Regions from separate parts of the Hordeum vulgare genome. Here regions 1 and 3 are each linked to region 2. The links are chromatin contacts, called in public Hi-C maps. All regions are on one chromosome and are shown on one strand. The core of a region is the stretch at or near the end of the contact, and the rest is flanking DNA. Distances in the headings are between cores, read along the strand shown. Region 1 holds the start of LOC123427601 (lecithin-cholesterol acyltransferase-like 4). Region 2 holds the start of LOC123427605 (COP1-interactive protein 1-like). Region 3 holds the start of LOC123430711 (MADS-box transcription factor 31-like).

What was found. A called contact is a pair of places that touch in the nucleus more often than the background predicts.
Region 1: a Hi-C map of seedling shows a contact between it and region 2, with 2.0 times the contacts expected there. The contact joins the promoter of LOC123427601 here to the promoter of LOC123427605 in region 2. A contact is called at or near these places in 1 of 6 Hi-C or Micro-C datasets (seedling) and 1 of 1 datasets of contacts at active chromatin or transcription factors (embryo).
Region 3: a Hi-C map of leaf shows a contact between it and region 2, with 5 times the contacts expected there. The contact joins the promoter of LOC123430711 here to the promoter of LOC123427605 in region 2. A contact is called at or near these places in 2 of 6 Hi-C or Micro-C datasets (leaf and seedling).

What each region holds. Positions count from the first base shown.
Region 1 is chr2H:599,572,277-599,575,171 of MorexV3_pseudomolecules_assembly, reverse strand. It overlaps LOC123427601 (lecithin-cholesterol acyltransferase-like 4), which reads left to right and starts at 1,572. Exons shown (of 11, transcript XM_045111680.1): 1 at 1,572-2,045; 2 at 2,476-2,567; 3 at 2,770-2,888. The coding sequence starts at 1,811.
Region 2 is chr2H:599,997,385-600,000,490 of MorexV3_pseudomolecules_assembly, reverse strand. It overlaps LOC123427605 (COP1-interactive protein 1-like), which reads left to right and starts at 1,827. Exons shown (of 8, transcript XM_045111683.1): 1 at 1,827-2,054.
Region 3 is chr2H:600,378,254-600,381,398 of MorexV3_pseudomolecules_assembly, reverse strand. LOC123430711 (MADS-box transcription factor 31-like) reads left to right here and starts at 1,369. Exons shown (of 8, transcript XM_045114559.1): 1 at 1,369-1,506; 2 at 1,941-2,157; 3 at 2,724-2,793; 4 at 2,874-3,035; 5 at 3,143-3,145. The coding sequence starts at 1,431.

The DNA of each region.
Region 1 (2,895 bases), core at 323-2,822, 430 kb after region 2:
ATCTTCAAAATCAAACACTTCGTTCGCTGGGTTACTCCAAGAACAAACGTCAGTTTCGTATTGGCGTCCTTAAACGAACCTCTATTCAAGTATGTAAATAAAAAAGGTAAATGCTTGTGTGCGGTGTGCCGACCGAACTTTGGCCGGTTGCGTTCATCATCACGCACAGTGCCCACATACAAAGAGCCAATGCAACCTTATCCACCATGTTGTGGATTCGTCCCCATCTCTTCCCTCCCCTCACACTCCCGTTGTTCCCGACGGTCCCTCCTTTTATCGCTCTTTTCCTTCTACCCAGGGCGTCGCCGACGAGCACACCGGGTACTACACCCGGCACGAGCTCTGGAAGTGGGAACGACCGAGCTGCAACCCAAAGTTGACGAGCTACTAACAGCTAGTGCAGATACTACAACCATTGGGGGGAGGGGGGCGAGCTGCAACCGGCAATGGAGTTGTTACTACGTCGACCAGCAGGCACGATGGCGGAGCACACAGATGCAACAACAGTTGATGCAGGAGCTGCATCCCCGCCTAGTTTTTGCTGAAACCAGCAACCGCGGCGAGTTGCAGAGTGACCATGACGAGTTGCTAGGTGACCACATCAAGTTTGTGCGGAGGGGCGGGAGGTGCTGCAACCACAACCAGGTTTGTTGGAACAGTTGAATCATTTTGCTGGAACCAACACCAAAAAATGCTCTCACCGGAGTTCGTTCTTTCTAGGCCATCATTTTTTTTTGCTACAATCATGTCTTTTTTTGTAAACAGCACCCAAAAATGCTTTTATCAGAGTTAGTTTTTTTTGCTGGACCATCGATTTTTTTGCTACACCCATTCTTTAATTTGCTGGAACCATCGTTTTCAATTGATGCAAGAGGGGCGGCAACACAAAGCAGTATTTTCGACATTTTTTCTTGTTTGCAAGCGTCCACGACGAGCGTTAACATCAAGCACGGCGACGGCTGTCGGCGATGAGGGCGAACGGGAGAGGACGGCCGCGTGCTGCGCGAAACAGCGACGGGGGCGGCCGCCATGACGTGTGGCGGTGTTTTTCTTTAGATCTGAAAACATGAAGGGAGAAGTATTGAAAGAAGGATACGGTCCTACGGCTACATTGGGACGTATCTAAGGGTTGGACCGGCTCAAAGTTTGGGCCGGCGCACTGGCGCGCAGAGTACTGACCAATAAAAAAAATACAATCAAATATGTGTACAGTATTATTTTTTCTGTTAAAAAACATGTCTATCTAGGAAAGTGCTGTATTTTATACACTCATGCGGCCAGAAGCCTCCTCTGGCCACCGACACGTGGGGTCAAAGAGAGCGTGCGCTGTCTAATGTTTTCGCGAGTCCCCGCATCGTTATCCGTACAAAAAATTACAAAACTCCCCAGAGCCCGAGCCGTCGTACCGCACCGTGCGCCACGCTACCTCACTGACAACCGGGACCAAACGTGGTCCGGGCATCCTCGTCAGTGAGACAGTTGCGCACCCGGGTAGGCCCTAGGGGGCCACGTTGATTGCTTCCCGTTCGTTCGTTCCTTTGTTTTCCCTGGCGATTAGCGTACGGAACGGGATTGCGAAACCCCCACGCCTCCGGAATCCCAACCCCCGTCCAAACCATATACTCCAGCTACCGCGGAGCAGATTCCCGGCCACCCGCCGACGCCCCGCCGCTCCGATTCGAGCTTACCGGAGTCCGATTTGGCGGGAAGCCTCGCTCTCTCATGCTGATCTCGCGGTCGGGGGCTTGAAGGAGCTTTTGGGGGCGGGATTTGGGCGGCGGGGAAGCGAGGGTCCGACGCGGACGCGAGCATGTCGGTGCTGGAGGACTTGATCCGGGCGATCGAGCTGTGGCTGCGGATCGCCAAGGAGCAGGTGCCGCTGGTGGACCCCAGCCTCGACCCGGTGCTGCTCGTGCCCGGCATCGGCGGCTCTATCCTCGAGGCCGTGGACGAGGCCGGGAACAAGGAGCGGGTGTGGGTGCGCATCCTCGCCGCCGACCACGAGTGCCGCGAGAAGCTCTGGGCGCAGTTCGATGCCTCCACCGGTATGTGCGGAGCACCTGCCCCTTCTTGTTCATGTCTGTCAGCTGGATTTCTGAATTGCTCGAGAACCTTATGTGAGCTTGGTTACCTTAGATACATGCTTACCTAGAGCAAGCAAACAATGATGCTAGTGTGTTACTTAGACAAAAATGTTTTGCTTGCGTGATGAATTGGGAACAAGTATGTGGAAATTGATGTAGCTTGGCTGGTTCGGTAAACATGAAACGGTATAAGCCTACTCCATCTGAATTCATGTTTTCGCTGAATTTGGATTAGTTCGTCGAACCGCTAGGTGGTAGGCTATAGTGGCTTTCCATTGACAAACTGCCGACTCATTAAATATGTGTTCCTTCTAGTTACATGTAAGTGTTGGTTCAGTCGATCATCTGCTTTCCTCATCTCATATGATGTCAAACTACTATGATGGAGCAGGCAAAACTGTCTCTGTGGATGAGAAAATACGCATCACTGTCCCTGAGGATAGGTATGGATTGTACGCCATCGACACACTGGACCCAGACCTGGTAACGAACTTGTTTCACTATTCATCTTCCAAATGAAGATTTACCTTTGCTTTTCATTTACTTATATGCGGTCTGCAGGCAGTCAAAACAAAAATCATTGTAGAACTATATGTATCATCTGATGGTTTTACCTTAGTGCTGTCCCACTCTATACTGCAGCAGATATCCGATATGCGTCACTCATATACTTCTAAATCTGCAGATTATTGGTGACGACAGTGTTTACTACTATCACGACATGATAGTGCAAATGATTAAATGGGGATATCAAGAAGGCAAAACTCTGTTTGGATTTGGTTACGATTTCCGCCAAAGTAACAGGTAAATT
Region 2 (3,106 bases), core at 578-3,077:
AGGTTTGAGTTTCTCGCTATGCGTACTGTAAAATTTGATGTCAGGTTCTTCTAATCTATTTAAAGGTCCAACGACGATGACTACGGCTTCATGGCGCTAGTCCTTAAAGACACGTGTATGAAAAAATTTCAGCTATCATCGGCAAGGTCATGTTGGTTGGGTCTTTTTATAAAAAAAGCATGTGTTGTTTTGTTGAGAACACAGTACATCAACCGGCGCTCACAACATGGGCAGACATAACTCAACGCACAGACACGAAGATAAAGTTGGCATAGTACATACTCCCATTCGTTCCTAAATATAAGACAATTTAGAGATTTCATTATAGACTAGATACGGAGCAAAATGAGTAAATCTACATTTTAAAATATGTCTACATGCCTCCGTATATAGTGCATAGTAAATTTTTTAAAAGACCTTGTATTTAAGAATGGAGGGAGAAAACAAAGGCTGGTGCAAAATGCACGCATGTTTTTTTTCAGGGAGAAAGGAGACTGTATTAAATTAAGGGGTCATAGTATCGTTATACAAAGGATAGCAATCTTCTCTAAGCTAGAGCCTAACCACACAACCGTGCGTGGCATTATACGCCCATAGGCAGCAAGGGCATCACTCATTCTATTTTGACTGCGACTGATAAGCTTAACCGTCACGACGGGCCGTATCAAACCATCCAATGAACCGCCAAAGAAAAACTGGTTGCACTCGCGTGATCAGGACAAGGGAGAACCACTGTCATCCATGAGGCGCACATGAAAACGATTGCAGGTTCTTGTTTGCGGACGAACTGAGGGATTAGCTTGCAAGGTAGCCCCAAAATCACAAAGACGTGCACGGTGGAAGCACTTTTCTAGTTTGGAGTGCATTCTCGGTGCACCTAGTTATTGTCAGTCAGTTTCTATCAGGAAAAGCGTGATGATAAACACCTCTAGTAGCGGTGAAAGGAGAATCGGTCCTCCAAAAGGAAACGGCTTAATTTGATGCGGGGACGGGAAAATGACCCGGCGTGGAAACACGACTAATCACTTCTCATTTTTATTTTTATATCGATGGAACTGCTGACTGACTTGGTGTGGTTGATTTCGTTTTGGTTTGGACCCATGAGCGTAGACAAGGACGAAAAGCGAGAGGGGAATTTGAATGTTTGAATGTGTGTTTCTACACAGGCGACCAATATTGCTATGCATGTTTGAACGTGCTCACGACTCTTTGGCCGCTAAAATCATGCCAAAATTTACGCTTCATCAGGCTTTGTTTGGTTAAGGGGGATTGAGGAGGTTTTGAGAGGGAGAGATTTTATGGGATTGGGTGAATCCCTTTATTCCATCCAATCCTCTCAAATCTCCGGGAGGCTTTGCTTCCACTAGTCTCCCGAGGAGGGTTTTGAAACACACGGATAGGAAGAGATTGAAGGAAAACGAAGGAGATTGGGCTAAGCAAACCCCTCCTACCAAATGAGCGCCCGAGGATCTATAGGGTTTCTGATCCTCCCAGAAATTTTCCTTTTAAAATCTCCTCAATCTTCCTTAACCAAACGAGGCCTCAGGATCTCGTTGCAAAATCCCCTCCCGAGAACGCCGCCCCCAAAGGCCCCAATGCACGCAGCCTGTTGCGCCGAGTGTCATCCCGGTAATTCTGTCGCCCACGGGTTAATCCCGCTCGACCACCGACGCGCGGGGCCAAGAAAATACGGACCCACAGGGCAGCGAGCGTGGGGGAGGTGAGCGCACGGGGCCGGTGAGGCTATCAGCCCCCCGCCGGCTTTATTGGTGGGGCCCGGCCAACTCAGCGGCACGTATGCAGCAGATATAAACCCTCCAGAAAGGAGGAAATGCAACGCGCCTGTCAAAAACCCCCGACCAGATTAAAAAGATTCTCTCCCCCCCCTCTCACTGCTCCAATCTCCCCTGCCCACTCTCCCCTGAAATTTCTCGGTGATCTGGCCGGCGGCGGCGCCTGCTCCGCGGCCGCTTGATTCGACCACTGAAGAAAGGCAGAGACGGGCGTGGATCTCGGCCGCCGGGAGCTTCCTTCCCTCGGCCACGCAGTCCGTGGTGAGCTCCTGTTCATTCTGCTTAACCAGCGAGCGTAATTTTCCGGTGTCTGTTTTCTCTCGTCTTTTTTTTCTTTCCTTTTTGAATCCGATCGCGTCTGCCGAGCGACGGCCCGTCGGCGATCCGCCGGTTCTCCGCGCGAGGGGGGCGCTGCTTCCGCCATTCGATCCGGCCTTCCACCTCTGGAGCGGCGCCTTCCGTTGCCTGAAGTGAATCGCCGCCCGCGAACTGGATTGGGGGAGCTTTTTCTTCATTATTGCTTCGATTCTGCCGCCTCTGGCTGCTCCGCTGTCCGCCTCTGCTTTCGCCATTTCGGTCGGCGCCCGCCCGATTCCGCTCGGAGCCGCCCCTCTGCTCGCGGCGGAGGGGAGCGGAGGGTGATGGGTTTGTTGCTGTCCACGAGGACCGTGCTGTTTCGATCAGGCCGTGGGCGTCCGATCGATCGGATATTTTCTTTTTTGACTTTGAGGTGCTGCGGATGGCACGTCCCTGCTCGGGGTAGGAGGAGGGGGCAGCGATCGTGGGAGGGAGGGAGGGAGGGCTGGTTGGTGGGCACGAATTGTCGTTTTTGTCTTTTGCCTTTTTCTGGTTCGGTTGCTGGACTATTTGCTGGATAATAAGTATTGCGTTTGGTAGGCTGGGAGCCGCTTGCCCTGCAAAATTCAGTGTGAGCTCGGATCAGCGTTTCGGGAGAGAGAGAGAGAGAAAAAAAAACTTAATCGGCCACTTGTCGATCGATCGGATCCTTGAGCGTGCAACATAATTCTGGTCCTGATTGGCCTTGTGTGGAGTTGGTAGGGTGGTAGGTTATCCAGGAAGAAGTGATCACAAAGTTCTTAATGATATCACAGTGTTTGCTTTTGCCAAAATAACAGCAAATAGTTGGGTCCGAGCTGTCGCCTTTCCTCTGTCTCCAGTCTGTAGTGAAGTGGTCTGTACACAAAATCAATTGTTTACTTTACCCGCACTCAGCCTGTTTTAGGAAGACCGCTGCACCCTTTTGGGCCCGCCTTGATAGGATCCCGTCTGTGGGTGACATCATCATTACACAT
Region 3 (3,145 bases), core at 120-2,619, 380 kb before region 2:
CGATAACAACAACAACTTCCTCTGTTTCTAAATACAAAACCTTTTAGGGATTCCACTATGGACTGCATATAGATGTATATAGTCATATTCTAGAGTGTAAATTCATTTATTTTGCTTTGTATCTAGTTTATATTAAAAAAATTAAAAAGTCTTATATTTAGGAACGGAGGGAGTATATTCCTTAGCAGGTGTGAACATGATCCGATCGTCCAAGGGAAACAAAAAGGGTAGCCCATAGGGAGGGCCAGACTCGGACGCTGACAGGCCCCATGAGAAGGAGGGCATAATTTCTTTGCCCTGTGCGCCAGTATGATGGGTGCCTGGAGCTCCCTTGGAAGTACACAGTTTTTAGCAAGGATATCTTCTGCCATCATGTTCTGCTGGCTCTCCTGATCGCGACTCATGAATGAGCCCCAGTGCTTGGCAACCAAGTAAACTGGCATTCTTTTCCCCCTTGGAACTCGAATGAAAACCACATTAAAGTGTGCTGAAATGCTCAATGTCAGTGTGAGAACATGAAAGTTTCCGTGAGATATGATCTACAGAAGCAATGCGAGTCTAGATGCCTCTCTTGCTACTGGTGAGAATAGCAGTGTGAGAACATGAAAATTTCTGTGAAACAATTACACAAGCAATGTGAGCAATGTGAAATAATTACCTTGCCTGTGAGCTTACACAAGCTATGTGAGTTTGCAATTGAAATATCTTAATTTGCAGAGAGATATCTGCTGGTCATGTGCCATCTTGTAACACTCGTCACCAGCTGATGACATTGGCAGGGGGATGTGTGTGTGTGTGTGTGTGTGTGTGACACATGCCACCACGCATTTGACCGCGGCTGCCTCTGCCCGGCGCCCCAGTAGGTTAGGTGCAGCGTGGAGTGGACCAAAGGCCACCTTGTGGAAAGGCATTATTGCACCGAGTTATTCTCTGCCTTGGCCAGTTCTAGGTCGGTCTTCTTACAGGAGTAGCCTGGATGCAAGGCTCACCTCCCTTGCCATGTCCAGCAAGAGGCGGTTACCAGTCCACAGCACCAACATTTCCGGCCATCTGCTGGCACCCTCTCTCACTCATGCACACTGAAACCCCCACACTTGGCACTTCATCAGCACGCGTTGATCTTGTGCTACTGCATTATTTGAGATGCCCGTGCTAATGGCGCTAAATCGAGGGCACGCGTAGCGCATTTTACGGATAGTTTTCTCTGGGCTACAATAATAGTCTGTTTGTGCATGTCATTTGATGGAGGGCATGAACTGCACAAGGTTAGGTTTGCCACATTGCCTGGTTTAACTGTTCTCTTTTCCTAATTGTGTGAAATGTGTATTTGCTCTGTACTACAGTAGCATATAGTGGGACAGCCTGACAAGAGATGATGAGAGTACTAGTAGTCCTTGAGGCTTGAAACAACAAGTTTCCAGACCTATAAAATGTTCCTCTGCCCCCTTGGCTCTCCACTCCATCTTCTGACGAAGAAGCAGACGCAGCCACAGCCACAGCCCACAGGTAATGCCACTCCTCCTTTGGACTTCTTCTACCTCTCTTGCTCTGCAGCACATAGTCGGTCGGTGCAAGAACATGTCTTGCAAGTTGCAAATGGTTTTCTTTTACTGTTAATGGTGGAAATTGTGATTTATGCTGCTTGTGTGCATGGTCTCTTCCGCCCCGTCTCATGCATTTGATGCCATTTGATATTCGTGGCGGTTTAATCCATGCGATTCAACTCTAGCTTTGTGGAAGTCAAAAGAAGTAGCTCTTTTTTTCATATAGCTTTGCTTCTGAAACCATCTGCTTTACCTTGCTTACTTCCTGCACCTAAAGCATCTGAAGCCATTTACTACTTGATTCTCATCTTGGATGAGCGTTGGCTTCGCAATTTCATCAGCACTCTGTGTTTTTTATTGCTGAATTTTCGGATAACGTTGTGGTTTCTTGCATAGGAGGAGAAGAGATCCAGTGGGCTGGAGCGATGGGGCGTGGGAAGGTGGAGCTCAAGAAGATCGAGAACACGACGAGCCGACAAGTCACCTTCTCCAAGAGGCGGATGGGGCTGCTGAAGAAGGCCAACGAGCTGGCCATCCTTTGTGATGCGCAGGTCGGGGTGATCGTCTTCTCCGGCAGCGGCAAGATGTACGAGTACTCCAGCCCTCCATGGAGGTGAGTAGACCATTTCTGCACACCAGTTCAACTGCTGCATGTTCTCTGCAAATTTCTCTCTGTCTGTTCCTCTTGGCTTGAGGGGGAACGGAAATTTTGGGCATTGTTCAGGCCTCATGATTTGTTCTAGAGTTGTCATGATGTTCTTGTGCATGTTCTGTTAATCTTCTGCAATTTTTCGCAATGTGTATGCTTCTGTCTGAACTTTTTGTATGTTCTGGTGTTCTCTGAAATTTGATCATCATCTGTATGCTTCTGTATGTCCTCTGCAATTTGATCTTTATCTGCTCCTCTTGGCTTGATGGGAAATAGGGATTTTGTATATTTCTCAGGTCTCATAGTGTTGTTCTAAAAATCTAGAGTTGTCATGACGTTCTTTTGCATGTTCAGATAATCTTCTGCAATTTTTTCTTTCTGAACTTTTTTGTTGGGAACTTACAAGTTCCGTTGCTGATAATCTGCAAGTTTTAGTAATGAAGTCAAGATCAATTTAAAAGTATATGAAGAACCGATGATGATCAAACCAGCCAACCCTGCCTGTTGTTTTTCCTTTCTGTGCGTGGCAGGATTGCAAACATCTTTGACAGATACCTGAAAGCCCCCAGCACCCGTTTCGACGACATGGACGTCCAGCAGGTACACCAGTTCAGGTTAAACCAATTAACGTCGACAATCTCTGCTGGTGCTACCTAATAATCCTGCCTTTGTTCATGAAGAAAATCATCCATGAGATGACCAGGATGAAGGACGAGAGCAACAGGCTCAAGATCATCCTGAGGCAGTACATGGGTGAGGACCTGGGTTCGCTGACTCTGCAAGACGTGAGCAATCTTGAGCAGCAGATCGAGTTCTCCCTCTACAAGGTTCGCCTTAGGAAGGTAACTACCCACCCAGCATCTATGTTCTTTTACTCTATGACATGAAACCCTGCATTCCTACCTGTCTGTGCCCAGTGCTAACACCCTGATAATTCAATTTCTTGCAGCAG